Regions from separate parts of the Oryctolagus cuniculus genome. Here region 1 is linked to region 2. Evidence: chromatin contacts called from public Micro-C data. All regions are on one chromosome and are shown on one strand. Each heading gives the region's core, a stretch centred on a gene start, on an enhancer-like site or on the middle of the called end of the contact. The rest is flanking DNA. Distances are from core to core; before and after follow the strand shown.

What was found. A called contact is a pair of places that touch in the nucleus more often than the background predicts.
Region 1: a Micro-C map of ear pinna shows a contact between it and region 2, with 2.9 times the contacts expected there. The contact joins the promoter of EIF3G here to the promoter of TYK2 in region 2. A contact is called at or near these places in 2 of 6 Hi-C or Micro-C datasets (ear pinna and an unstated tissue).

What each region holds. Positions count from the first base shown.
Region 1 is chr16:67,187,208-67,190,083 of mOryCun1.1, reverse strand. EIF3G (eukaryotic translation initiation factor 3 subunit G) reads right to left here and starts at 1,544. Exons shown (of 11, transcript XM_070059206.1): 1 at 1,396-1,544; 2 at 1,209-1,255; 3 at 823-906; 4 at 633-721; 5 at 452-511; 6 at 1-53. The coding sequence starts at 1,415.
Region 2 is chr16:67,027,293-67,030,634 of mOryCun1.1, reverse strand. TYK2 (tyrosine kinase 2) reads right to left here and starts at 2,070. Exons shown (of 26, transcript XM_070059155.1): 1 at 1,938-2,070; 2 at 1,271-1,430; 3 at 871-1,129; 4 at 568-774. The coding sequence starts at 1,018.

The DNA of each region.
Region 1 (2,876 bases), core at 295-2,794, 160 kb before region 2:
GCCACGTTGGGCCCCGGCGGGTCAAATTCCGAGTTCCCAAACTTCTTCCAGTTCTGGGCTCCGGGGAGGGGGTCAGGTCAGGGCAGGAGCGGGCGACGGCCCACAGCCTTGGGCACCCACATACCACGGCAGCCACCCCGCAACAGGGGCAGCTGCGGCTCCATGCCAGGCCCAGGCTGGGGGGGGCAGGCGGGGGTCCCTCCCCGGTGAAGCCAGCACCACCAAAGCTCCCGGCCTCCCTGGGTCTCTCCGGGCGCCAGGGGCTTGGCACGGGGCCTGCCGCCAGCCAGGGGCACAGCGGGGGAACCCCCTCCAACCCCAGCCGCTCCTGCACCCCGAGTTTCTCAGGGCCCCAAGAGACATGCAGACACCCCGGCCTCCGGAAGCTCAACTCCCCCTGGAACAGGGGTCCCCAGCTCCCGGGTCAGCCCTGCGGGGGCGGGGGCCTCACCTTCCTCCTCGCGACAGCCTTGGAGGCCTTCCGGGTCTCAATCCTGAAGGTGCGCACGATCTGCAGGTGCGAGGGCAGTGGGTGGGCCCCCTGCACCCCAAGCCCCCGCCCAGGGCCCCGGCACGCCCCTCCCCCAGCCCACCTTGAACTGCCTGCACCCCAAGCCCCCGCCCCGGCCCACCTTGAACTTCTTGCCGTCCTCATCGATCTTGTACTCGGTCACCGTCTTGATGTTCCCGTTGATGACCTCCTTGGGGGGCGGCAGTGGGGCTGAGGAGGGGGACGGGGAGGGGAACTGAGCCCTGGGAGCGGCGGGCCGGGCGGGGGGTGGGGGTGGGGTGGCCAGGGCCGCGGCGGAGGCTGTCACTTACCCCCGGGCAGCAGCTCAGGCTCCGGGCTGGTGTCGCCGGTGGCCAGGGGGATGCCCTTGAGCAGCTCGCTGGTGACACATTTGTCTGCAGGAGGGGGCGGGCGGGGGTGAGCCCCAGGGGCGGGGGCAGCCTGAGCAGTGGCCAGGGCACGGGGGTCCTTGGCGTGAGGGTGGGGCACGGGCCGGGAGACCCCGCGGGCGCCACGCCTGGCCCCGGCCCCGAGCAGGACGGGAGGGGTCAGTGGGCTGGCCCCGAGGAGGGTGGCGCGGGGCGGGGGCCGCGCGCGGAGGTGCCGGGGGGCCCTGAGCAGTGGCCAAGGCAGGGGCCAGGCCCCGGCCCCGAGCGGGGCGGCACTGCCCCGGGCCGGGGGCCGCGTGGGAACTCACCGTCCTCGCCCTCCTCCTCCACCTGGTCGGCCCAGCTGGGCTTCGAGCTGCGGGGACAAGCGTGCGGGGACAGAGCTGGGGCGGCGAGGCCGGACGACGGCAGCCCCGCGCGACCCAGGCCCCCTAAGAGTCCCCCAGGACCCCCCCACACTGTCTCCCGAGACTCCCGCCGCCACCCCGGACTCACTCAAAGTCTCCCGTCGGCATTGCAAAGTCTTCTCCACGCAGCCCGAGCCCGGGCCAGAGAGCGGAAGTGGGGGAGGAAAGAGACTTCCGGTTCAGCCGCCGCCGCCGCCTAGAGCGACCCGGCCGAGGATGCTCGCAGCGCCCCCGTGCGGACGGGCGTGGAGGCGCCGCCGTGTGCGCTGGTACCCAAAGCGGGTAGAGGCGGCTAGGCGCCTCCCAGGGTTGACCGGAAATGCAACATGGACGCCGGTTCGAGTCCCGGCTACTCCATTTCCGATCCCGCTCCCTGCTAATGCACCTGGGAAAGCAGCGGATGGCGGTTAAAGGGCTCAGGCCTCTGCACCCACGCGGGAGACCCGGAAGAAGCCCCTGGATCCTGGTGTTGGGCTGGCCCAGGACTCTGCTTGTTGTAAACATCTGGGGAGTGAACCAGCAGATGGAAGATCTAATTGCCTAATAAATACCTTTCTTAAAGACTTGACAGGAGAGTTTCAAACAACCCAATTTTAAACAAATTTTTATTTCAGAGGCAAAGACACCAGTGGGATGTCCTATCTACTGCTCACCCCCTAAAAATGCCCAAAGCAGCCACAGCTGGGCCAGGCCGAAGCCAGGAGCCGAGCACTCCATCCGGGTCTCCCACAGGGGTGGCGGGAACCCCATTCCTTGAGCCGTCATCACCTCCTGCCTCCCAGGGTGCTGCAGGAGCTCCGATATGGGGCCCCGGGGACAGCCGCTAGGCTCAGGACCCGCTCCTGGAGTTGCCACGTCTGCTAACGTCCAGTTATGGACGAGCTGTGGAGGCACAGACAACGTAAGCTCTCTGTGTGGACACAGCAAGTACTAGGCTGACTGCTGGACACCACGGCCCAGGGCAGACACAGCACCGTCCGGGGTGGTGGAGCCCGGGCAGGAGGGAGCCGGGAGGCACGCCACGGGGCTCCACTTCCGATGCGGCTCTCTGCTGTGGCCTGGGAAAGCAGTGGAGGATGGGCCAAGTCCTTGGGCCCCTGCTCCTGCACGGGAGACCCGGATGGAGCTCCTGGCTCCGGATTGGCTCAGCTCCAGCCGTTACAGCCATTTAGGGAGTGAACCAGTGAATGGAAGACCTTTGTCTCTCCCTCCAGATAAGTCAAATAAAATCTTTAAAAATAAAACCGCTGGGGCGGGCAGCCGTTCAGACACAGCTTGGGCCGCGCCGGCTCCCCTGCCGAAGTGGCGGAGGCTCTGCCCCAGCTCCGCTTCGAATCCCAGCTTCCCGCTAACCCAGCGGCGCCGGAGCCTCCCGTCCAAGGAGAGCAGGGCCGAGTGCGCAAGGACGCTCAGGGCCCTGCGGCTGGAAGGGCAGGAAATCAAGGGTTTTGTAAACTTGGCGTTCCCCTGGGTGAGGCTGTGGTGCAAGCGCCACCAAGTGGCCGTCTAGGGAAGTGCAGGTAGCGTTGGTCCACACAGTGACCCCCGCCCCCCAGGCTGCTGTGAGTC
Region 2 (3,342 bases), core at 821-3,320:
TCTAAAATAAAGCGTGCACAAAATAAGCACCACCCTCCTGCATACAGGATGCTGTGAGATCCGGGCCCTGTTCTGGTCCCCTGCCTTTGCCCCTCCACGGTCTATTCCACACACGGCCACCAGAGGGCGCCGTGCAGCGCCAGTCCCTCCTCTGCTCACAGCCCAGCCAGGGCTCCCCATCTCAGTGAATTCCAAAGCCCTTGTCAATAGAGCCAGCAAGGGCCTTCAGGGTCAGCCTTGTCGCCTCCTTGTCCTCCTCTCCTTTGCTTGCTCTGCTCCGGCCACACCTGGCTCCCACCAAGGTCCGACCTCTGGGCCCCGGCACCTGCTGGAACCACCCTCCCTCCCATCTCCCCGTAGCTCCTGCGTTGTCCAAACCCATTTCTCCCCACCACCAGCCCTCCACAGCTCTCCTCATTGCCTGCGTTTCTGGCAGTCTTCCCACTTGAACATCAGCCTACCAGCGGCCGTGGTTTGGGGCCGGCAGACGGACAGACGGAGGGAGGCAGGGAGGGGCAGCCCCACCCAGCCCCAGCCCCGCACCCACACCCAGCGCCCCAGACTCACCGATCCTGTGTGCGATGTGGACACAGACCTCCTCAGCAGTCAGCGAAACCTCCCCAAACGTGACCCAGGGCTCGCCGCCGCCGGGGCCGGCCCAGTGCAGGAGCACCCGCAGGCCTCCCCCCGCAGCCAGGGGCTGAGCGGCAGCCGCGCCCGGCAGGCTGCCCCTGGAGCCGGCTCTTCTCTGGCACAGAAACATGGTCCTCACAGCTGGCGAGGGAGACGTTGTCAGCCCCAGGGGTTGCCTGGAGGCCCTTGCGTCCCCCCCTTTTTTAAAAGACTTATTTATTTGGGAAGCAGAGTTACACAGAGAGAGGAGAGAAAGAGGTCTTCCATCCGCTGGTTCACTCCCTAAATGGCAGCAATAGCCAGAGCTGGGCAGATCCGAAGCCAGGAGCCAGGAGCTCCATCCGGGTCTCCCACACGGGTGCAGGGGCCCGAGGACTTGGGCCATCTTCTACTGCTTTCCCAGGCTACAGCAGAGAGCTGGATCAGAAGTGGAGCAGCCGGGACTCGAACCGGCGCTTTTGGCTTTGGCCCAGCCCAACCCTGGCTGTTGTGGCCACTGGCAGAGGGAATCAGAGGATGGGAGGTTTCTCTGTCACTCTGCCTCTCAAAGAAATAAGTCACTAAAAAAAAATTAACTGTGAACCCACCCCCCACCCCCGAGATACCCAGACAGGCAGGGCAGAGGAGTTAAACAGACCTGGGTGGGGGTGCGGGTGGGGGAGGGGGAGGGAGTCCTGCTCTCCCCCGCGTCAGCTCGGCCGCTCGCGGGCTCAGTCTGCCCATCTGGAGAATGGCGCTGGCGACAGTGAGGGCTGCGGCGTGTCCTCGAGGTTCTGCATGTCACTGACCCCGCGGGCCTTGTCTCGGGCAAGAGAGGGGCACAGATAGGACCCAGGTGAGGACAGAGGCAGGGCTGCTGCTGTCTCTCAGCCGTGACGCCCGGGGTCAGAGACCCCAGCCCCCGCGGACGCCCCCCCGAGTCCAGCTCGGACCACCCGCCCCTCCCCCCCCAGGTCTCCAGGATCGGAGCTGAGCGACAGGTGCTTGTCACATCTTAGGTCTGCCCGTGACCCGTCCTGGAAGGCCTGGGTCCAGCTCCCTGCACACGCGCACCCTGGGAGGCAGCAGTGCCTGGGTCCCTGCCGCCCACGTTGGGGGCCCGGATGGAGTGGGTCGGGGTGAGGTCTCCACCGGGGCAGGTCCTCAAACCACCCGCCCAGGAACCCAGCAGGCAGGGTCAGGAGCCACGACGGGCACCCACTGGCGACACGTCTGGTCCACCTCCAACCAAGCGCAGCCTGCCCCCGCGCTTCCTCCCTGAGACCCTCTCGGGCGCGCCCCCTCCCACGCCCCCCAAGACGCACCCTTCTCCCGGGACTCCGGCTCGAACCCGGGACCCCGCCCGGCCCCCGCGGAGGAGCTGCTACCAGTACGCCGCCAAGACGCCGTCTCCCATTGGCCGCCTGAAACACGCATTCCTATTGGCCACTGTATCGGTTTTTTTTCCCCGTCGCACGTAGACTTCGGGAGGAACCCAATGACAGAGACGCTCCGATTGGTCCTCGGCCTCGCTCGAGGCTCTGTCCCGATTGGCTGGGTCTGCCCCCACATGCGCTGTACCATCTGCGATTGGCTGACCCGGAGTGGGCGGAAGAAGGCGGTGGCAAGGGCGGGCGGAAGAGTGTGTTTTGGAGGCCGCGCAAGTCCGGCGTGGAGTGCAGGCTCCGAGGCGGCCAGGGCCGTCAGTCAGGCCTCCAGCAGCCCCGAGCCGCGGAGCTCCACAATGGATTCCTTCCGTACCCCTTCCCCGGCCCCCTCCGCGCCAAGCCTCCTTCCCCTCCGGGTCACCTGCGTGCAGCCCTGCCCTGCGAGGCCCCCATGCCGTCGGGGTGGCCGCTTGACCGTCCCTCCACATCTGAGTTCCGGTCTCCTTTGCGGAGCAGACTACGTGCTGCGGGCGCTTCTCATCCGGTCCGGGCGGCAGCCCTGGAGATGGGCTCTTGTCCCCATTTCCCAGAGCAAGAAACTGAGGCCCGGAGCGGCCTCTTGACCAAGGCCTCTTCGCGGCGAGGCCCAGAGCGGGCCTCAGCCTTGGCCCTGGCCTGGTTTCAGCAAGACCCCACGCTCCAGCCCACCCTGCTCGCCACCCTCCGCTGTCCTAGGTTCTCTCTCCCCGGTGGCCGTAATCCTGGGTCCCGGAGGCCGTGTCACTGCCATGGTTAGGGGCACCTGCGAAGATCCGGTCAGGACACCCCCACGGGGAACGCAGGTAGATGTGGACAGGGGCCCGGCGCCGCGGTGCAGCGGGTCAAGCCGCTGCCTGCGACTCCCGCATCCCATACCTCAGCACCCAGCTCCCGGCTGATGCGCCTGGGAAAGCAGTGGACGATGGCCGAGGGCCTGGGAGACAGACCTGACCTTGGCCTGGCCCCAGCCCCCACCGCCCTGGCCAGCTGGGGAGTGGACCAGGGCATGGAAGTCGCTTTCTTCCACTGTCACTCTGCCTTTCAAATACATTTCATGAGAGCGAGAACAGAGAAGGTCCCGGTCTCCCTCGTGGGCAGCAGGGATCTCGAGCCGTCACGGCTGCCTCCCACATCTGCGTTGGCAGCAAGCGGAAGCCAGAGACAGCGCTGGGCGCAGGTGCCCCGAGCCAGGAGATGGCCCCAGTGCCATATGGAGCTCCTGGCCCCTGGCTTTTGCCTGGCCCAGCCCTGGCTGCTGTGGGCATTTGGGTAGCAAATTCAACAGGTGGACTGTCTCCCTCTC